Linked DNA regions of Mus musculus: region 2 is linked to region 1. A link is a contact called in public Hi-C data. All regions are on one chromosome and are shown on one strand. The core of a region is the stretch at or near the end of the contact, and the rest is flanking DNA. Distances in the headings are between cores, read along the strand shown.

Region 1 (7,282 bases), core at 3,953-6,452:
TCCTTGTATGTGTAAAAATTTATTTACTTGTTATTTTGGGAGATGGGGGCAATGATACCATGACTATGGACGTCAGAAAACCACTTTGTGGAGTTAATTCTCTTCTACTACCTTTACATAGGTTCTAGATTTTGAACTCAGGTCACCAGTTTGGAGGAAAGCTCCTTTACTCACTGAGCCATCTCACTGGCCCCTCTTGTGCTTTTGTGAAACAGTCTGATATAGTTCAGGCTGACGTTGAACTCCTGTTCTTCCTGCCTTAGCCTCCCAGGGCTTTTGACATGTGTGTAACCACATATGGCTCTTGTTTAGGTCATATTTCAGCTTGCTCTTCTTACTAACCAGTTGTTTTTCCATTTTTACTCTTAAGTGCTATTGCATTCTTTTGTATATTGAACTGTTTCTTAGAATATACACATGAATATTAAACCAGTAAATCTCAGCCTTCAGAGAGGTGGCTGGAGTATGAGAAGACCTACAGCACAAGTAGGAACATGGGAACAGATCCAGTAAACTAAATGTTCTGTTAATAATGTCCCTTCCAGGATTCGGCAGCTTTGGACCTTCGAGGGATGGGACAGGTGCTTCCCCCTCACCTGATGGAAGAGCGGCTAATCCGACAGCAGCAGGAAATGGAAGAAGACCAGCGCTGGCTGGAGAAGGAAGAGCGATTCCTGGTAACTACTCTGCAGAGCACTCGGCCCCATCCAGACCCACCTCATGCACTACTGCAGAGCTCCATTCCTAAAGCAAGGGGCTTTCCTTACATCTGGTCAGAAGCACTTGCCGAAATGGGCTCTTTGTTGTTTTTGATGATATTTTAGGAATCTGTTTCTAAACTTTTGTAGTATATAATGGCTCAGATCTCACTGTTATTTTTTGTTATTATTATTATGTTGTTTTCACAGAACTTCAGTGCTAGTGTAAAGGTAAAACAGTGCATCTCAGCCTTGTTGTAGCCATGTGCTCACATGGCTGAGTCCTAGCCTACCTCCCCCACCCCCCCCACCCCCCCCACCCCCCCCCCACCCCCCACCCCCGCTTCAGTGTCTGACAGATGCATCTGGACCTTAATAAGAATGGTCTTTCAAAAGCTGGGCGTGGTGGCACACGCCTTTAATCCCGGAGGCAGAGGCAGGCGGATTTCTGAGTTCAAGGCCAGCCTGGTCTACAAAGTGAGCTCCAGGACAGCCAGGACTATACAGAAAAACCCTGTCTTGAAAAACCAAAAAAAACAAACAAACAAAACACAAAAAGAATGGTCTTTCAAGAAACTCTTGCTGACAAGAGAGCTCTCTGTCTAATCCTTGGTGCTGTGTCCATGCCTCAGTATTGGGGCCTTTGAGACTTTGTCCTCCTGCCCTACAGCCCTTGGGGAAAAAAATGTGGCTAGAAAGAATCAGGCTTCCTGCTGCTTCCATAAATTCTTTCTTAGTCATTTTATCTGGAGAATACAAACCTGACTCCTCATGCTTTGACTGAGTCGTTACTCATCAATGTCATTTGGATTGATTGGTTTTATATCAACTTGACACAGGCTAGAGTTATTTGGAAAGAAGGACTCTCAGTTGAGAAAACATCTCCATAAAATTTGCCTGTAGACAACTCTGTGGTGCATTTTCTTAATAATAATTGATGTGGGTGGACCCAGCTTACTTGGAGCAGCGCCATCCCTGAGCAGGTGGTCTTGGGTGGTATAAGGAAGCAGGCTGAGCAGTTCATAGGGAACAGATAGCATTCCTCCATGTCTCAGGTCCTGTTTCCACCGTTCCTGTCCTAATTCCCTCAGTTCTAGAGCCTGACCCAAAAGTTACAATCTTTCTTCACCAAGTTGCTTTTGGTCATGGTGTTTTATCATATAAATAGAAACCCTAAGACACCACCTTAGTGTTACATTTTGTGCTAAGAGACAAAATACAGAGAAGACAGGAACCAATTCGGGTCCTATTTTCTTTGAAGTCTGTGGCAGGAAGCATTTCAGTCAACCTGTGATGGTATTGTAAGGCAATGTTTTCAAACTGTACTCTGCAGACTTCATCAGGGTTTGATTCTAGCTTTATTCATTATAAATAAATAGCTTTCTTTTTTGAGAAGGGGTGTGTCTGCACTATCTTGACAATTGAACCCAGAGCCTTGTTCATCCTAGCTAATTGTTCTAACACTGACCTGTACAGGTTAAAGCACACTCCACAAGTTTGAGTGCAAAGGCTGTTCTCTTTCAACTGAAGTGAAAACATTGAAAGTTTTTGCTTTCAGGATGATGGAGCATGCTTTAACAGGCAGAACATTCAGTTGTACTCCCGGGTAAGTTCTGGGGTCAACTCTGAGAATAGCCAACAGTGCATTCATGGGAGCCAGGAAGTAGATCACATTGGAGAGGCTCTGTTTCTCAGTGTTTGCTTTATTATTATTATTATTACATTTATTTGTGAGAAAGGGACTCCAGTGTGCCCTGGCATGCATGTGGAGGTCAGAGTACAATTTGGAGGAATCATGCCACCAGGGAATGTCCTCAAGTAATACGGGTTGGAGGCAAGTACCTTTACTTGCTGAGCCATATTATCAGCCCTCAGTATCTTATTTCTATTTCAGCCTGAGATGTGCACATAGTCCACATTTCAAGTCTCTGCCCCTTCAGGATAGTGCACCATCTCTTAACACATGGTCTTATCAAAGTTAACATCAAGTAATAGGATAGTAAACAATGACAATATTGACATTTTCTATATAATGTTCCTGTATAAAGTTATTCAATTTTCATAGCCAGCCACCCTGTACAGTTAGGACATATTCTGAATCCTTTTGTCTAATTCTTTTTTTTTTTTTTTTGGTTTTTCGAGACAGGGTTTCTCTGTGTAGCCTTGGCTGTCCTGGCACTCACTTTGTAGACCAGGCTGGCCTCGAACTCAGAAATCCGCCTGCCTCTGCCTCCCGAGTGCTGGGATTAAAGGCGTGCGCTACCACCACCCGGCTCCTTTTGTCTAATTCTTAGGGGCCATGTGTGCCTCAGAATTCATTGTGATTCCTTTTAACTAGAAAACTAGTGTATGACACACTTATTATTCTATAATTCTCCATTAAACTCCCAGAGTCAACCAATAATATTTCTACACAAAATATAAATACATTTACAGAGAAATAAAGATAAAATAATAATAATAGTAAGATAAGATAATAACAAAGTTAAAATGTCTTCTATTCAGTCAGATTTTACTGCTATATCACATGCATTTAAACTTAAAAAATGCAAGCTTAGATTTTGGGAGTAAGACTTGTGTCTCCTCACAGAGGTGAGGTGCAGATGCAGATCAGTAGGCGTGTCAGCACTGGGGTTCTTTGTGGAGCTGGGGTTTACTGTGCTGAGCTGTCAGGCCCCTCATCACATGGATTTGCACTTTATATCCCTTTAGAGAAAAAGTTTCCTGTAAGTCATGCCACAAAATAATAATTTAACAGTATTAGTTGTGATTTAATTTTCTTAATGTGGGTGCTCAATTTGGAAATGAATTTAAGAATACACCAATTGTTGCTTGTCTTATGTCTTAAGCTTTTTTTTTTTTATCCAGAAAGCCTCCCTACCATATACTCACATTTGTTTGCATTTTAAAAAATGAAATTATTTGACTTGCTAATGGGTCTCAGTGCAGGTGTGCTACTATGGCTCCAGTAAGTAGAGGTTTGTGTTGACACCAGGCTAACCTGTCAACAGGGTCAAAAGAAAACGAGTTTCTGTGCTTCCTGTGGTGCTGGGCAGACACGAGAGTCTGGACAGTGTGTGAACTCAGTCTTAAAAGAAAAGCTGGAATTTGCACAGCAAACAGGCACAGGAAATACATTCCAGGCAGTGGGAAGAGCGTGGGTATTGATGTGGGGTCATGGGACTAGTTTAGCCAGATGTGACCCAAGCTGGTCTCTGTGGGAGTTGGGGAATTCTCATCAGAAGGCTCAGAGGTGCCTGTATTCTACAGGCTTACTCTTTCTTTGAGATTATTTTCATACACTGCACCTCATCCTGAAATACATGGTAACTTTTGGTAAAGTCTAACTCATGCTCTGTGCAGGATGTCTCCAGCCTCCAGGTAGCTCCAAGTGTGTGTGCATAGCCCATGTGCAGAACTAAGTAACGCATGCCCAGACCCCTGACTATAATGTCTGCCTTAAAGCGTCTCCCTCTGTATGTAGCAGCAAGGCCTGCTGAAGTGGGATAGCTTCACAATTCAATTCTAACTTATCCTGTATAGTTCTGTGATCTCTGAGGAGGTACCTGCTTTAACTGCCTGAATAAAGTGCCGGCTGTCTATATAGAGCCTCAACTGTCTTAGTTCCTCCTTGGCACTGAGCTGCCACACTGTGCATTTTTGTGTGGTACACTCTATTGTTAGTTAGGCCTTTAGCTGCTGCTGTTACAAGGTCTCACTAAATTGTCCAAGCTAGCCTTCTATTTACTCAGTGTGTAACTTAGGATCCTAAGGTTGTAACCCTTCTCCCTCAGATTAACTGAGATCACAGGCCTTTGCCTGTCACCCTGTTTGTTTGTGTTTGTTTGTTTGTTTGTTTGTTTGTTTGTTTGTTTTAAAATTGGATTGGGGCTGCATCTCAGTGGTAAGTGCTTGACTGGCATGTGTAAAATGCTGGGTCTAGCCCCCAGTATAGGGAAGGGAAAAAAAGTCACACACCTATAATCCTAGTACTTAGCAGGGTGAGGCCATGTTGCTATTCCTGGCCAACTGGAGCTATAATGTGAGACCCAATCCCAAAGCTTGTGTTTTCTTTTCTTTATTCGTTTTCAGTTCTTGTTACCCTATATGTTTTTCTCCTAAAGAATTGCCTGCTTGTGCCTTTTGTTCTTTGCCTGCTTTTATTTAAAAGTATGTTCTCCGTGAAACATGATTGTATATATTAAACATTCTACTCATATGTAGAAGCTTTGGAAAGGCTTACCAAGTCCAGTGGAAGCATCTTAGAGGCTTGATTGCCTTCTGCAACATCCCTACATGCTTACAGCTCCTGGGTTGGGCTTTTGTACTAATTCATTCAGAATTTTGATTTACACTCACTGAGTAGTGATATCCTAGTGCTGGTGTTTTCAAAACATTCTCCTCCCCTTGCCCCCATTTTCCCCCTCCCCACTCCTCTTAGCTGTTCTCTCAGCACATCAAAGTTGCCAGATTCTGAGCTAACTCCGTTACCTTTCTCTGTGGTTTTCATGTCATTTCCCTTATACACTCAGCCGTGGAAAGCCGAGGCGGTGCTGCTTTTTTACTTTCTCCCACATTCACTGAGACCAGATCCTCTTGGTTCTGAGTGCTGCCATCCTCACACCTTCACTGATTATGTCAGGCTCTTCACAGGCCCATCCACTCTCAGCATATACTGATGAGTAACTGCATATCAGTAAGCCAGGTGCAGTGAGGAGAAAGAGACAAACTAATGAAGCAGTAGACAGAGAAGGAGAGGAGAAGTTAAGTGCTTTGAAAAGAATCCGAAGAGGAGATTCAAAGAACAGGTGCAGAGCCCCAGGGTGAACATACAGGGTGGGGCACAGAGTGGACACTGTCCCATCCTAATCTGGTTTAAAAAAAACAAAACAAAACACCAAAGTATCTCCTGCCACTCGCTGTCTTCAGAGTGCTGTCTGCAATTGCATTCATTTCCATGTGTAGCCTGGAAGGAGATGGGTAGCACAGAAGAGCACCAAGTGGAAGCAGACAAGCCTGAGGGCTTCCCTCTTAAGCTACAAGTGGGTGGTGGAGAGAGGCTGTTAGATGAGTGACAAGCAAGCTCTACTGGCCTGTTTAAATCACAATGTAATGTTCTCTGAAATGCTGTCACTCTTTCTATGTGTTGTCCCTGCTAAACTGAGGTATCCTGGAATCAGTCTGTGCCCATTTCATTCCAACCAGGCCCTATGTTTAGCATAGAAAGTGCTGGGCACTGGAGTCAGTAAACAGAGCTTCTTTCATGCATTTTCTTGTCAGATTGCTCTTGACAGATTGTCATGTGTCTGGGCACAGATACCCTTTGGGAGGCCATTGGGTGTATGCACCTGCCCATAAGCAGAAATGCATGTGAGAGTGGAAGAGTGTGGTGATGTTTGAGTAGGAGAGAACTGTGTGTCTACAGAAGGCCCTTCCCATCTGCTTTCATCTGCACATGCCTGTGGGCTCCTGCACCATAGCCATGTTATCTTCTTGGAGCACATTTCATCTGTCCAATCCCTGAATACCTGCGACTGCTGAACCAGAGGCACTAGCGAGAGTTTGTAGCGACTTTAAAGAGACTATGCTAAAAGACATTACTGGAGCTGCCCTCTGTTGGATCGGCAAGGTTCCAGCAGCCTGAATGTAGTATGTTTCTCTCAGAGTAGTATGTCTGCAGAAAAGGAGGGTCTTATCAAGTGTGTAGACCACTAGAGATCAATCCTCCCATGAAGTAAAAAATCAATAGAAAAATGACATTTCTAGTGAAATATACAAGCCCAATCTTGTTATTTCTTTGAAATGTTTTCATGTGTATGTGCACTGTATATACATAGAAAAGTTGGTTCTCCTTCCATAGTGGAACTTGGGGGCGCGGGGGGGGGGGTGCAAACTCAGATTCAGGTTTATCACAAGCCCTCTCACTGTTGAGCTATCTCACTGACCCAGGCCACCATATAAGCTCTGGCATCTTAAAAAGAAATCCTGGGCTGGTGAGATGGCTCAGTGAGTAAGAGCACCCGACTGCTCTTCCAAAGGTCCGGAGTTCAAATCCCAGCAACCACATGGTGGCTCACAACCATCCGTAACGAGATCTGACTCCCTCTTCTGGTGTGTCTGAAGACAGCTATAGTGTACTTATATATAATAAATAAATAAATCTTTAAAAAAAAAAAAAAAGAAAGAAAGAAATCCTGTCCAAGTTTCTGTAGAAGCTTCTAAAGACATCCACTGTGTCACTGGGCAAACTGGGCAGCATTTGTGGGCTGCATTCTTCCCTACTATGAGCAGACAGAGTCTATTACCTCAAAGTTGACCAATTCTATTTATAGTACTGTTTGAATTATTTTCCACTAGATCACAGTAACTGTTCTTGGAAGACTTAGGTCTCCAGAACTCCTACTAGGTTTGGAAGTAGCTGCTGTTTGCGGCTACTGTCATCCACTGAATCATTTACCAATTGCTTGGGTGGGTCAGAGGTCTCTTGTCAGATCATGGTCCTGCACAGGATAATTTTGAGGACAACAGATCCTGCCTGAGGTCACATGCCCTCTTGACAGCAAATGCTCCTTGTTCTGCCGTGT
Region 2 (7,636 bases), core at 1,443-3,942, 78 kb before region 1:
ACCATAGCAACCTTATTTTTTGTTAAGATAGCCACTGCCTGCCTCCACCTTCAGCTCCAACAGCTCATGTGATGTGTCCACTTGGATTCCTAATATTACCTAATGTTCATCCAACCTTTGCCTTCCATATTGTTCCTTCTAGTTTATGCCCTGTTAGTTTAATACCAGTTCCAAAATAAAAGAAGAGTGTGACCACCAATGGCTCCTTTTCTTCTTCTGTACCTACATACATTGTTGCCTCCTGCCTGAGTTAGTAGAAAGCCTCCAACTTCTTTTTCTCCCTACTGTTGCTATCCCTGCCAAAACCTACTTCAGAAAATACTGCATCTTCACTCAAAGTTACCCAGGAAGTATAGTTAGTCAGTGCTAGCAGTGTAGAAGCTAAGTTTATACTATGCCTACATTGGGCCTTTGTACTCAGACTTCAATGTGGGGTTACTGTTTCCTTGCCTGCCTGGTGTCTCACACACTGAAGATCACGAGCTTTGTCCCTAGGAAGCCCTTGCTCCATTCCCAGGTATTCGAATAACAGGAATAGAAGTCAATGGTTATCTGTGCAAGGTAAAACAATGTATGTGGTAGGTTTTCTCCCCTCTACACACATGTATATGAAGCCACAATGAGCTGTCTTCTAAAAGCATCTGTTCTGCTTATACAAATTGTTTATTCTCTTTGTTATGTAACAAAGAAAATAAGATACACAAACAATAAGTTAGGATTTCAACCTCCCTAAACTAGTTCTATACAGTGGTTTATAGGCTGCGTAGAATAGTTGTGAAGGTATACACCACAATTTGCATTTTGTTGAATGAATGATTTTTAAGATCCTTCTTATTGCTGAATGTCTTCAATCTTTCTAAAGAATAGTGCTCTGAAATTTCACTTTGTAGATCCAATAACAAGGGATTTTTACAGTTAATTATTTGTACACTTTCAGAAATGATACTGGAACATGTGAGTGCCTGTGTTTTTCTTCATGGTTTCTGCTTCTGGGCCACATGCCCCCTGTGGTACATGGTTTAATGGCAGCGTGCCATATGTTTAATATGCATGTTGTTGCCTTAAACTTCTGTTGAAGTTGAATAAAGCCCTCTGTTGCTAATTATACCTTTCAAACTGGTCTCAGGGTAAAGTTTGTTAATGTGTATTTTACAACAGTTAATGCTCTACTAGTTATCTGACTGAGTGAGTTTTTGTAGTAATGTAAATGGTATTTAGTATGCAGGTTTTTTTTTTTTTTTTCCCCCTGTTGGTTGACTTGAAAACGTATTTTTCTAAAATTTCATTCAGGCCAAAACACTAAGAAAGCTGATCCAGCAAACATTCAGGCAGTTTGCCAACCTTAATAGAGAAGAAAGCATCCTGAAATTCTTTGAGATTCTTTCTCCTGTGTACAGATTTGACAAAGAGTGCTTCAAGTGTGCCCTTGGGGTAAGTGTGGAACCTTGGGGGATGGGAAATAGTTTAATTTTTTTCTTAATCCACATGTACCTACATTTCTGATTGAAGGAAACATTTGTCATAGTCCTTACAGAAAAATATTGCTTGACACTTAATTATAGGGGAAAGCAGGAAGAAAGTACATTAATTAGATAATAAAAATCATATTTTAAATAGTATGCCTATGCTCATAAGTAGGTGTTTTTAATTCTGGCCTGCAATTTGATTAGCTCTTCTCTAAGTACTAGTTATCCTGTTGAGATAATCTTCCCAGAGAAAACAATGGCTTCCTAGATGCAAGAGTAGCCATAACTAGTCTTGTTCAGGCTCAGTAGTTCCTGGGTCATTGAAATTATAAATATTTTATTTTTTTGGTTAGATAGATTAATACAAACCAAGTCTTCTTCCAACCCAAGTTCGTTGATATATTTATGGGCTCATATCTAAAATCATCTCTTTCCTTCTGGTACCTCGGTCCCCACCTGTTTGCTCTTCCAAAGTCAAGTTGGATCATTTCTGTGGAATTGGCAATCGGCCCAGAAGAAGGGATCAGTTACCTGACAGACAAAGGCTGCAATGTAAGTTGGCTCCTGGGAGGACACGTGGATTTGGTTCTGGGCATAGACAAATGAACCTGAGGACTAGACAGGGCATTCACATGAAAGACTATTCTGCAAGGAAACTTCTTCATTGTATTGCTCAAGTGTTGTGTGGGAGATGCTTAAACTTACACCTTTGGAAAGCTTTAGACTTAAAGGGAAACGAATCAGACAAACTAGGTGGGCCAGTGAAAACTGACCAGGGCTGTTCCGGCTTATGTTGTGAAGCCTTATTTTTTTCATTGCAATTTTGAGTATCAAATCCAGGATCTTACACACTCTAGCCAGGGACTCTATACTGACCTACACTCTTAATTTTTTAAAACTAACTTCTAGATGTGATTTTAGTATATTTGTACTGACATCGTACTTAAATAATCTTTATAAACTAATTCCAGAAAGATATATGATAATTTTAAATTCTGAATGTACTGTTGCCCTTACTTACCTCATTGAGGGAGACTGCTGGCCGGAGAGAAATCCTCAGGTTGTCTCACCAGTATGTGCTCCTGTTGTTGCTGCAGCAGATGGTGTTGAGCACATGCTTTGCTAGACAGGCCAAGGAAACCGCAGCTCTTTGTAGAGGTCAGTCAGGCATGCAGGGAAAGCGTGCGTGGAGTCTGTGCCACATGTTGATGATTACAGGTTGAATTGTAAGGCCTGCCAGGGTTCTGATGTTGAGGATGTGTGCCTGTGGTTAAGACAGTTTGGTTCTGATATCTTTGTTGCAGGCTCACACTAACAGGTGTGCCAGTTTTAGTGGTATGGCTTTCTGATCACAGGTGTGTATTTGTGCTTGGTATGATTTTCCACATGCACTCCTTGCTGGCTATTCCTACTCTGTTTTTTTTTCTTTTGCCTTATAGTTCTTTCTTGTTAGTAGTTCCTGTCCCCACTGTGCCCACACATAAATGACCAGCAACTGTTGTACGTTGTCTCTTGACTCTTATCTGTTGGATAGAAATGGATCTTAGTAAGCATACATTCTGCCTCGTGTGCATCTTGCCTTTCAGCCTGCCTTCCAGTCCACCTGGCAGTGATGGCCTCCTGGGACCAAAAGGGAGTAGCTCAGTCACTGAACTTTCCTATGTCTTCCTTAAGACCATGTTGAAATAAGTGTTTGCCTGTTTGTTCATTCATCCATTTCTCATGTCAGTAGGTAGTTACATGTGCTCATGTATGTGCATGCAGAGTCCAGTGGAGGACATCTTTCTCCATCATTTTCCTCCCTAATCCCTTGATGAGATTTGGTCTCTTATTGAACCTAAACTCATTGGCTAGGCCAACGGGCTCTTGCACTCCCAGGGTCATCCTGCCTTGCCCACTTTGAGGTTGCAGGTATACATTGCCATGCCTCTCCTCTTTCCATGGGTGTTGGGATTTTAAGTCAGGTCTTCATGCTTGTACAGCAAGCAGTCTTGGCCATTGCACCATCTCCTTAGAGTACAGAAGAAGTGTTCTTTTGTATGTATTTCTAGAAACTGTTACTTTCTCTCTAGTGGAAGAGATCCCAAGTTATAGAACTGCTGAATGTATTCAGAGCATTTTAACTTGAAAAGAAGTTACCAGTTTGCTTCTTAGAAAGGCTGGGAGACTTCTCATTGACAGTGTGGGCAAGAAGTTTTTCAACTCCTAGATTCCACCATGTTTATAGCTCTTGTCATTTTTCTCTTTCATGTGTTTTATTATGTTTCTGTTTTGGGTCTTACTTTGTATCCCAGTCTGACCTTGGTTTTTCTGTGTAACCTAGGCCATTCTTGCACTTCAGTGGAAATCTTTGGCCTCTTGACTACCCAAATGCGGAAATCACAAGCTTTAACTCCCACACCTGGCTTTGTTTTCACATTTGAATAAGCTGAAAGCATGCTTGGTTCTTCTGTCAATCTGATATAAAGCAAACCTCCTGGGAATGGAAGCTGTTCAGTCCTATCCTATCTGCTGCCTCTTTGAGGTCACTGCTTGTGTTGTGCCTGTGTTACCAGCACAGATGTCTTTTTCTTTGTGATTTGTCTTCTCATGGGTCCAGGAATCAGAGATCTTTTCCTTTTTCTTTCCTTCCTTTTTTTTTTTCCTTTGTTGTTTTGTTGTTGTTGTTGTTGTTGTTTTCCCAAATCTTATAAACATTATGAGATTGCTATGGTATGGTATTTTTACTTTAAACATACCAATCTCAGAACTCCCACTCCATTCTACCTCTCCACTCTGTCTTGACCTGGGATCGTTGGTTAACTTTGCAATAAATGCTGCATCACAGAAGAAAACAGAATGTTATTTAGCCCTAAGACTCACCATGACAAGAACTTGAACCCAATGACACTATAGATCCACGCATGAAAAGTAAAAATGCTAGTTTAGTAGAAAACAAGAGATTTCATGACTGTGGCAAAGGTATTCTCCCCCCATTCCCTTTTCCCTGAGACATGGTATCTGTAGTTAGCCTAGAACTAACTTTTTTTTTTTCGAGACAGAGTTTCTCTGGCTGTCCTGGAACTCACTCTGTAGACCAGGCTGGCCTCGAACTCAGAAATCTGCCTGCCTCTGCCTCCCAAATGCTGGGATTATAGATGGGCACCACCACACCCATCATGGATGAATTTTTAAAAACATGATGTAAAAATTATAACTGTAAAATTTTTGATAAGTTATGTTAAATAGAAATTAAGAATTTCTTTTCAACAAAAAATGAGATACAAGCTAGGTATTTGTGATAAATGCTTTTGCTAAAAGTTCCATAGCATAAAAACTAAAAAATCATTGCAAATAGGAAAAACACAGCCGGCCTAATAGATTTCCAGATGATCAGTACACTCTGCACTTTTCATTTATTACAGCGATGGTGAAAACTGAGGGGTCAGGACAGATGCAGCAGCAGGGCCACTTAGTCCACTGGCATGAAGTGTAAATGGCATACCTTTTTAGAAAGACCCATAGTGTCCAGTCAGCTATGACTTAATGAGTTTTAGTCATAGCGCTTAGATTTCAGTTTGTAATCATTTTTTCTTGCAAGATTTTTTGCTATCATTTTACATTTAAAGCCTCTTTTCTATCTCCAATGTTGTAGCATAGTTCAAGATGGTGACAAACATCCCCCCACCCCCAACTCCATTTTGTCTAGAGGTAAAGATGAAAAATGGGGTTTAGAGAGCTCAAAAGGTCCTGTTCTTGGGTGCATTGCAAAGCTACCATTATGTTGACACTGGCTTTATGACTTTTGGGGTCATCCATATCTGTGCCTGTGTTTCTTGGTGAAGCAGTAATGATTACAGCTATGGGAGAAGTAAAGGCACTGAGAAATTAAGGTGCTTATCTCCTGCTCTTTTACAGTGTAAGACTATAGAAAATGGTCACCTTTGCCCTTTTACAGAGTGAACCTATAGAAAATGGTCACCTTTGCCCTTTTACAGAGTAAACCTATAGAAAATGGTCACCCTTGTTGGTAGGTTTCTGCCATTGTGTCTATTGCAGGGGAGCGGCTATGTATGGCTGCACAGATACTAACTAGTTTACCCCTGAGTGAGCCATTACATTTGTCATCTGCTTCTTGTTCTCCTGTTCTGCTGCTCTGATGCCAGTGTCATTTCCTGGTCTAACACACTGCCAAACTGATTGCTTGGTTTGATGTCTGGCCCAGTGGATTATCTTTTGATGTATTTTGTATAGCATTCTCTGTAGGTCTTCTTCCTTGGGTGTTCTTAGTCATTTAGTGTTTCAGAACTAAATTGTAATTCACCAATGGAAAGTACATTACCTAACACTGCCCCTCCAGCACTCTGCTCACACACTGTGACTTTATGTAGTACCATCCTTGTTAAGCTTTAATTACATGCGTTTAATATTTAAAATTATGCCGTCTAAACTGAGTGTGATGGCATACACCACACTTCTAATCTCAGTGACACATGAGAGACTTGAAGCAGTAAAATTGATGCTATGTAAGATTTACTCATAAACTTGCTTAGCAAATGCCTTTAATCCCAGCACTCGGGAGGCAGAGGCAGGCGGATTTCTGAGTTCGAGGCCAGCCTGGTCTACAAAGTGAGTTCCAGGACAGCCAGGGCTATACAGAGAAACCCTGTCTCGAAAAACCAAAAAAAAAAAAAAAAAAAAAAAAAAAAGAACATAGAATTTAGCTAAAGGAGCACTACCTCTAATTCCGTTGGAAGATAAATAGTACAATTAAGAGATTTGTTAGAAACTGTAAGAAAGAAAATTTTGTGCCATTATTGAATGTTAGTCTTGTTGAGAAAGTTTCTGCTGTTTTTTTTACCAGGATTGACCTCTATTAGGCTCCATTCCCATAACGACAAGAGGCAATCCTGACTTACAACCAGCAATTAGTTGTATCAAAGCTCAAAGTTAGTTGTATCAATGCCTCAAAGGGGCAACACAGGGTCACCACCATTAAGTCCTGTTTTCTGTTGAGTCCCTTTAAGTCTCCTGTGTCTTGCCAGGAAAAGTGTAATTCTCCATGGACAAGATGACCCTGGGTAACAACTATTTGGGGCCCGGGGGCAGGGGTGGAGGGAGATAGACACCAGTGTACTTAAGAAGTAAGTTGACAGTATCTTTAATGTGTGAATTTCCCATCTTCCATGACCCAAGTAGCCAGTCTTACAGTCAAGTCACCTATCTCTGTTTAAATTATTTAGAATGTAGCTTTGGGCTCATGACCTGAAAAATATTTAAGGATGACAGCATATGTGAATATATAAGCCTAGGGCCCATATAATAATTGGTAAATATTTTTGTTTGAGGCAAGTTTTCCTTTGGTATTAGGTAGAACCATTTGTGTACTATTATGAAAGAGTCTTTCCTTATCTTTCCTGAGTGTGTGGAGTGAATTCCTACTGGGAAGACATTTCTATAATACTCAGCAAATGAAAGCAGGTATAAAGACTGTTAGTTCAAAGCCAGCTTAGGCTCTTAGAGGGAGTTCAAGGCCCGCTTGGGCTACGTGATGATACTTTGTCAACAAACAAACTATAAAAGACCTTTGGTCTTCTGCTTAGATTTTGTTGTGAATAGCTCCTATTATCATGCCAAGGACTTTGTATTCTATTCTACCTTCTGCTTACAGCTCCTGTTGTAAATTATGTGAACATTTGTGCTGGTAATAAGCCATCAATTCCTTATAGTACTGCATTGTTCTGTAAATGCTTCCATATTATATTTTTAGCTTGTATATTTTTGTCAACTATTTAAATATCTGCTCTCATTGAGAATTCAATCAGGCTTCTTGAATTAGACAGGTAGTTTATGGCAGTAGTTCATTCTCCTGTCTTCCTTCATTCCTATCTATGGAAGCTGAGTTTTCTCTTACCCTCTTATTTATCTGGTTCTCCTAAAGATGTCATCACAGTTGAGCATGCCTAAACCTGGAAGGAAGCCCATAAGGCTACTGCATGATATCCATCAGAGAAAAATGTCCCTGACTCTTAAGGCTCTTGAGAATAGGCTGGTAGTTGGGGTCAGAAAGAATAACATCAATGCTAGCAGATCCCAGGCACTGAAGACTTCTCCATGGCCTAAGAGCTATATCTTTCTTTCCTAAAGCCCACACACCTAGCAGACTTTAACCAAGTGCAGACCATCCAGTA

The links. A called contact is a pair of places that touch in the nucleus more often than the background predicts.
Region 2: a contact with region 1 is called in a Hi-C map of the P5424 cell line, with 2.1 times the contacts expected there. The contact joins two enhancer-like sites. A contact is called at or near these places in 1 of 15 datasets of contacts at CTCF or cohesin (the NIH/3T3 cell line), 3 of 484 Hi-C or Micro-C datasets (the P5424 cell line, common lymphoid progenitors and nephron progenitors) and 2 of 9 other capture datasets (adipose tissue and liver).

The regions. Positions count from the first base shown.
Region 1 is chr15:73,223,256-73,230,537 of GRCm38.p6, reverse strand. It overlaps Ptk2 (PTK2 protein tyrosine kinase 2), which reads left to right. Exons shown (of 35, transcript NM_001358046.1): 28 at 546-677. Among named protein-coding and RNA genes, the nearest start is that of Mir151, 28 kb to the left of the region's middle. Within about 2 kb of position 5,202, at least 36 of the 459 cell types and tissues checked have an H3K27ac peak or open chromatin away from gene starts, as enhancers often do. A contact at or near this core is called in the P5424 cell line, where this site is marked.
Region 2 is chr15:73,298,202-73,305,837 of GRCm38.p6, reverse strand. Ptk2 (PTK2 protein tyrosine kinase 2) reads left to right here. Exons shown (of 35, transcript NM_001358046.1): 9 at 1,291-1,431; 10 at 1,941-2,018; 11 at 7,593-7,636. Among named protein-coding and RNA genes, the nearest start is that of Gm41344, 9.1 kb to the left of the region's middle. Within about 2 kb of position 2,692, at least 18 of the 459 cell types and tissues checked have an H3K27ac peak or open chromatin away from gene starts, as enhancers often do. A contact at or near this core is called in the P5424 cell line, where this site is marked.